Linked DNA regions of Arachis hypogaea: region 1 is linked to region 2. A link is a contact called in public Hi-C data. All regions are on one chromosome and are shown on one strand. Each heading gives the region's core, a stretch centred on a gene start, on an enhancer-like site or on the middle of the called end of the contact. The rest is flanking DNA. Distances are from core to core; before and after follow the strand shown.

Region 1 (3,814 bases), core at 105-2,604, 210 kb before region 2:
GTATTTATGCTAAGTTGAGCTTGATTAAAAAAAAAATCTTCTTTTGTTTAATTCAAAAGTCTCTAGTAATATTTTTTGTCTAGAAAATACAACTTGAAAGACAAATTTATTCTATTCAGAAGAGATTGGAGGTGATTAACATTTTACTTCTCAAGAATAAAGAGATTGATCATAGAAAAGAATATAACAAATTTTTGCTTCAAGAAGAATTATTTTAGTATCAGATATCTAAAGAATAGTGGATAAAATATAGTAATAGAAATACTAGATTCTTCCAATTAATAATAATAATAATAATAATAATAATAATAATAATAATATTCATGGGCTTTTTATAGAAGATGGTACTCGATCAATTGATTTGGAAGTCTTTCAAAGAGAGATTTTTTCTTTTTATAAGAACTTGTTTGGCTCTGTTGAGGAGATGAAAGTTGATTATTTAAGCTACGTTCCTATGTTTACTTTGAGCACTATAGCTTGTGATAGATTAACTGAAGCAGTAACTTTAGAGGAAGTGAATGTTGTAGTTTTTAGTATGAGCTCTTTTAAAATTCTTAAATCAGATGGCCTTCAAGCTTTTTTTTTAAGGAATATTGGAAAATTGTTGGGACTGAAATGTAGAAAATTGTTAAAAGTGTGTTTGTTGGCAATCCTTTAAATCTTAATATAATAGAGACTCTCGTTGTTCTAATTCCTAAAGTGGACACACCTACTCATATGAAAGATTTAAAGTCTATTAGCTTGTGTAATGTTTAAAAAATTATCACTAAAGTATTGGTTAATCATTTTCGTATTTTCTTCATTGAGACTGTGAGTATTTTATAGGGTAGTTTTATTCCAGGTCAGAGTGCTTCTGAAAATATTATTGTGTCACAAGAGATTATACATTTTATGAAGCATACAAAATCCTCTAAAAGTACTCTTGTTTTTAAATTTGATCTTGAAAAAATTTATAATAGGGTTGATTGGAGATTTTTGGAGCATACCCTTATTGCTTTTGGGTTTCTTATGGTCATGGTTAGACTTATTGTTAATTGTGTGAGAGTATATTCTCTTTCTATTCTTTAAAATGCTAACAGGTTAGACATTTTTTCTCTTAAAAGAGGTTTGAGATAGGATGATCCTATGTCACGTTATTTGTTTGTTCTATGCGTGAAAAGACTTGCTTGTTTTATTTCTTAGCAGGTGGATGAAGGTGTATAGAAGTTAGTTTCTGTCTTTAAAAGTAGGCCAAAATTTTTTTATTTGATGGTCGTTGATGACTTATTATTATTTTATAAGGCCACCAAGGATCAGGTCTAGATTGTGATACACTCTCTCAGTCTTTTTTGTAAAGTTTCTTATATGAAAGTCAATCTTGATAAATAAAAAATTCTTTCTTCTAAAAATGTAGCAGCTAGACAGAGAGATATTTTCATTATCTAGGTCTCTTCTATCCATTTTTATTTTGGACCTAGAAAAGTATCTAAGAGTGAATCTGAATCATTCTCGAGATAATATAGCACACTATACAAAAAATGGCAGATTGCGGCGGTTAACAAAAACCGCCGCCAAATAAAATATTGCGGCAGTTGATACGGTAGATAAAAAGAGGGCTGCCAATTGTTTGGTATTTTGCGGCGGTTTTGGTATAACCGTCGCAAAATACATCTAACTCTTTTTTAAAAAAAAAAAAATAACCAGGTATGATCTACTTACATTCTCATTACTTTATTTGAGAAATATGTTTAAATCACTGTTACTTAAATCATTATACTATTTTTGTATTTGTTTTACGAAAAAAATTTAATCACTTACAAAAATATATTTTAATTAAGGTAATCAACCTAAGAGCTAAAATAAAAGAGGCAAACAAAGTTCAATCAACCATTAAATTCTAAAATTTTTTATTTTAATTAATTTCAAATAAATTAAAGTTGAAAAAACAGACAAAATAATGAAAAAAAAAAAGAACATAGTTATCAGAACCGAACCAGTAATTGACCCAGTCATATAACTAGATTATCGGGTTACTGATTCAAATGATGAATCACAGATCGAACTGATCGACCCACTCATAATTAAATATGAATATAAAAAATAAATATTTATTTAAATTAAATTTAATTAAATTATGTATAAATTATAATAAGACATAATATATATATTATGATCCATGCCTTTATATATATGTAATATATAAGGGCAAAATGCACAATTAAACTAAATGGAGGACCAAATTACACAATTCTACCAAATTGAAAAATATTATCAGGATCTCCCAAAAGCACATTCTTATGTAATTCGAATCAGTCTCATTTGAATTAGACAAACCAACACTAATTCAAATTAGTCCTATTCGAATTAGTAGTGATGCTTGTAATTTAAATTTGTCCAATTCGAATTATACTTGCATGTAGTCTTAGGGTAGTTCGAATTAGGGTGATTCGAATTATGCATGTTAGGACGTCCTTATTAATTTGAATGGGTCTGTTTCGAATTAATTTTGGACCATAATAAATCAAATTAATTTACAACTATTTATATATAATCCAAGCGTATGTAAAGAGTACATTTAATAATACCTATAATGAATACAACAAAGAGTACATTCAATAATAAATAAAAAAATAATAATTATAAATATTTTTTATAAATTATTAAAAATCAAACATTTTCTAAAAATAATAATTATAAATATTTTTTATAAAATATTAAAAATAATAATTAAAAATATTTTCTACAAGTCATTAAAAATTCAAAACTTTATAATTTTACCAAAATTATAATTTTAAATTTTAAATTTTTTGTTTTAATGATTTGTTGAGCATTTATTAAAATAAAAAATTTAAAATTTTTTTTAATAACAATCTTAACTTGTATTCGTAGATATAAGAATTCATAATAACTAAATTCAAAATTAATTAATATTTTATCAAAATTAAATACTAAATAGAATAAAAATATTTTTATATGAAAACCAATCAATTATCTGTATATTATCGTGGTTAATAGATTCAATAATGCTGACTAACAAATATAATATTTTTGCCAAATATTTCACTAATTTTAAATATTAAAGACTAAATTCTAAATCTTAATAAATATTTTTAGAAAATATTTGATTTTTAATAATTTATAAAAAATATTTATAATTATTATTTTTTTATTTATGATTGAATGTACTCTTTATTGAATTCATTATGGATATTATTAAATATACTCTTTATTATACTCTTTATATACGCTTGGATCATATATAAATAGATGTAAATTAATTCGATCTACTATGGTCCAAAATTAATTCGAAGCAGACCCATTCGAATTACTAGGGACGTCCTAGCGTGCATAATTCGAATCACACTGATTCGAACTACCCTAAGACTACATGCAAGCATAATTCAAATTGGACAAATTCGAATTACAAGAATTACTACTAATTCGAATAGGACTAATTCGAATTAGTGTTGGTTTTACTAATTCGAATGAGACTAATTCGAATTACATAAGAATGTGCTTTTGGGAGATCCTGGTAATGTTTTTCAATTTAGTAGAATTGTGTAATTTGGTCTTCCATTTGATTTAATTGTGTATTTTACCCAATATATAAGGTGCCTATAATAACTATGATTAGATATAAAGTATACAACAAAAAATTGTGTGGCAATCAAATGTGTTCATATGATATATATAATTATTAGCGCTATATACATCGAAGAGTCATTTGGAAGCTTTTCCTTCTTCTAGGTTCCAGGTTCGAGCCCTCCACACGTTGTAGGTCTATTAGTGGAAGCGCAGGTTTAATGATTGAGTCGGTTGGACCACCGGACGGTCC
Region 2 (3,687 bases), core at 802-3,301:
CCTACAAGATTTGTCAATTTATACGATTGCCTCTTATCTTGTGATTAAATTTAAAATGAGATGAATGGTCTCTGTTTTGTACGTCTTGTTTCACTATTTATAATTTATAGAGTTCATTTGAATGGACTTCTCAGAATAATTTGTTTTTTTTTTTAACTAAAAACTTGTTAATATTTAATAACATCCAAACGATTCAGAAAAGACATCATTTAAAAAAAAAAAAAACAATTATAAATAACCATAATTCATTTGGCATAAATAAATCAACTGTGACAAGAAATTCCAAGGACCAGAATCTCACTATCAATTAAAAGACCTAACATACTCAAATAATAAGACAAAACCCAACCGGTAGAATCTCTATATGTAATAAATTAGAAGGGCATGACAATTGAAATCGCTTATTGTTCTAGACTCTGGTCCCCTAAGAAAATAGTAAAATGAAAATAACTATCGCCATATCATTATCCTCTGCCCTGCCTAAAAACTTAAACTAAGCCGCAGAAATCCTAGGCAAAAAGGCTTCAGAACTATAACACTGAGCAAATCTGAGTGATACATTTTACTTTGCAGGACCATTGGGCAAAGCAGCAGCAGATGGGTTAAGTTCATCCCAAGCCTCAATCCATGTGACCATTCCATCTGCAAGCTTGTTGAAGTAATCATCAACCTTTCCAAACTTCTCCTTAAATTGTTTGGAGAGTTCAATGTAGCACTTCTGAACAGTGGTGCAATCCTTCGGAAGAGAGACAGCTTGGAAGAACGGGATAAGATCTTCTTGCCAGAAGATCCCCTTGTACTCCTTCTTGAGGTTCACAAATGGGTTGCTGGCTTTGCTGTGCCAAATGTAGGGTAATCCTGTCTTCACCCCCAATCCCAAATGGTCACATATAACCTGCATCATCAACATACACACTAATTACCCCAAAATTTGACATCACAACTATACATTAGATTCTAACATTCTACAAAAAGAATAAGCCAATCAATGAATCATAAGTGTATACCTTTGTGCACCAACCAGCCCACATATCGTCGTAGCGTCCAATGGGTTGTCCATCACCCATAAGACCAAAGTACATTGCCGGACCAATCAGCTCGCGATCGAATGCCAAATTCATACCACACATGGGAAACAGGGTTCCCTTTGGAATTGTCAAAACTGCATCCACATACCTAGTGTTCCTTTCCATAGGCTTCACAAGCTGAGTTGGAGCGTCGTAATCAGGAATGTTGAGCCAGAGGCCATGAGACACCGCCGTGGGGGCACCCTCCCGGAGGCTAAAGGGATATCCGCGAACGAAATCAGCGCCTTCTGCATACGGATCATAGAGAGTGTTGAAGAAGAATGGTGTTGAAGGACTCAGAAGATTCTTAATGTGCTGCTGCAGAGCATTGATTTCTTTCCCAGATGGATCCTTCGCAACCTGAATCAACAACACACGTTAGTCAAAAACAGATCTCAACGAAAGTCAAAGTATCTTGACAGATCGTTGACCAAATATTCCAGATCTAGAGAATTGAGAAGAGAATAGAGAAGTTACGAAGCAATCATCGTCGATGGTGTAGATGTACTTCTTCTTTGAAACCATGAACCCGAAGCAGCGACAAGCGGAGTCCTTGAAGGAGATGCAGGAGGCCTTAGGGCCTAAGATGCGGTTGATGTCGAGGCGGTTGTAAAGCTCGTAATCGAAACCTTCAGGGACGTTGATCTTCTTAGAAGGATCACCGTCTTGGATGATGATGAGGTGGTAGGGTTGGAAGAACGGGCGCCACATCTCAAGGAAGTCCAGGTTCCTGATGGTTGGGATCACGATGTCAAGTTCGTCCTTCAGGAGTGGTGTCGGTAACACTGACGACGCCATTCTCAAATTTCTGAGAGATCAGATCGGAGACACAGAGGGAGAGAGAAGAGAAGAGAAGAGAAGAGAGGGTGTGTGTGAGGAACACAGGGAGGGGTTTGAGGGGTTTTTGTATTTGAAAAACCAGCTGCCCTTGTGGACACGTGCCTCCACGCGGATTCATGTGTCACTGTGTTACAGATCTCGTTCACTTTTTCTTTCTTTTTTTTTTAAATTATTTAAAGAATGCATTTAATTTATATTTATATAAAATAATTTTATATTTATTATATATATAAATATCAAACAATAGTATAAAATTAGTGTTTTGGGGAATATAAATCTTTTAAAATGATGTCAATTTTATACTGATATTATATTATAGATTATAGCAAAAAAAAGTCATAAAACAAAAATTTTTGTCGACTAAAAAAATCATAGTCTTTTTATATTAAAAAAAATAGATAATCGACATTTTAATTATATATAAAGTGAAAAATTTAGAGAGAAATAAGAAGGGAAGAGAGGTAAACAAGAGGAATGAGAAAAAAATTATTAATTTTAGAACAAATATTTTATCTCAATTTTAATTAAACAGTGTCATGTGACATATTTTAGTTGTTAAACAGTAATATAATATAGTTATATTTTTATTTTAATTTTAATATTTTAATTTTAATTTTAATTTTAATTGTAATTAGAGAATGTTATATTGCATATTTTGATTGTTAAATTTGTAATGAGCCATTGATAATGATATATAAGAGAGATATAGTAAGTGGAGAAATAACAAAGATAGAGAGAGAAATTAAAGAGAGAAAGAGGAGAAAAAAAATCATTAATTTTGGAGAAAAATATTTGATTTTAATCGTAATAAAAGAGTGACATATAACATATTTTTGTTATAAAATTAGTAATATATAATAAATAAATAAATAATAATACATTAATTGCACCTTTAAAAAAACAGTGTCATGTGACATATTTTAGTTGTTAAATAGTAATATAATATAGTTATATTTTAATTTTAATTTTAATATTTCAATTTTAATTGTAATTAAGAAATGTCATATTGCATATTTTGATTGTTAAATTTGTAATTAGCCATTAATACTAATATATAAAAGAGATAGAGTATGTGGAGAAATAATAAAGATAGAGAGAGAAATTAAAGAGAGAAAGAGAAGAAAAGAACTCATTAATTTTGGAAAAAAATATTAGATTTCAATCGTAATGAGAGAGTGATATGTGACATATTTTGGTTATAAAATTAGTAATATATAATAAATAAATCAATAATACATTAATTATACCTTTAATAAAACAGTGTCATATAACATATTTTAGTTGTTAAATAGTAATATAATATAGTTATATTTTAATTTTAATTTCAATATTTCAATTTTAATTTTAATTATAATTAAAAAATGTCATATTGCATATTTTGATTGTTAAATTTGTAATTAGCCATTAAATCAATAATAATGATATATAAAAGAAATAGAGTAGGTGGAGAAATAATAAAGATAGAGAGAGAAAGAGGAAAAAAGACCTTATTAATTTTGGAGAAAAAGATTTGATTTCAATCGTAATGAGAGAGTGACATGTGACACATTTTGGTTATAAAATTAGTAATATATAATAAATAAATAAATAATAATACATTAATTACACCTTTAATAAAACGGTGTCATGTGACATATTTTAGTTATTAAATAGTAATATAATATAGTTATATTTTAATTTTAATTTCAATATTTTAATTTTAATTGTAATTAAAAAATGTCATATTGCATATTTTGATTGTTAAATTTTTAATTAGTCATTGATAATGATATATAAGAGA

What was found. A called contact is a pair of places that touch in the nucleus more often than the background predicts.
Region 1: a contact with region 2 is called in a Hi-C map of an unstated tissue, with 4 times the contacts expected there. The contact joins the enhancer-like site here to the promoter of LOC112722610 in region 2. A contact is called at or near these places in 3 of 8 Hi-C or Micro-C datasets (leaf and an unstated tissue).

Annotation. Positions count from the first base shown.
Region 1 is chr11:130,138,576-130,142,389 of arahy.Tifrunner.gnm2.J5K5, reverse strand. No RefSeq gene overlaps it. Among protein-coding and RNA genes, the nearest start is that of LOC112722615, 12 kb to the right of the region's middle. Within about 2 kb of position 1,354, at least 1 of the 3 cell types and tissues checked has open chromatin away from gene starts, as enhancers often do.
Region 2 is chr11:129,929,978-129,933,664 of arahy.Tifrunner.gnm2.J5K5, reverse strand. It overlaps LOC112722610 (probable UDP-arabinopyranose mutase 2), which reads right to left and starts at 2,051. Exons shown (of 3, transcript XM_025773703.3): 1 at 1,545-2,051; 2 at 1,008-1,427; 3 at 229-895. The coding sequence starts at 1,865. The coding sequence ends at 563.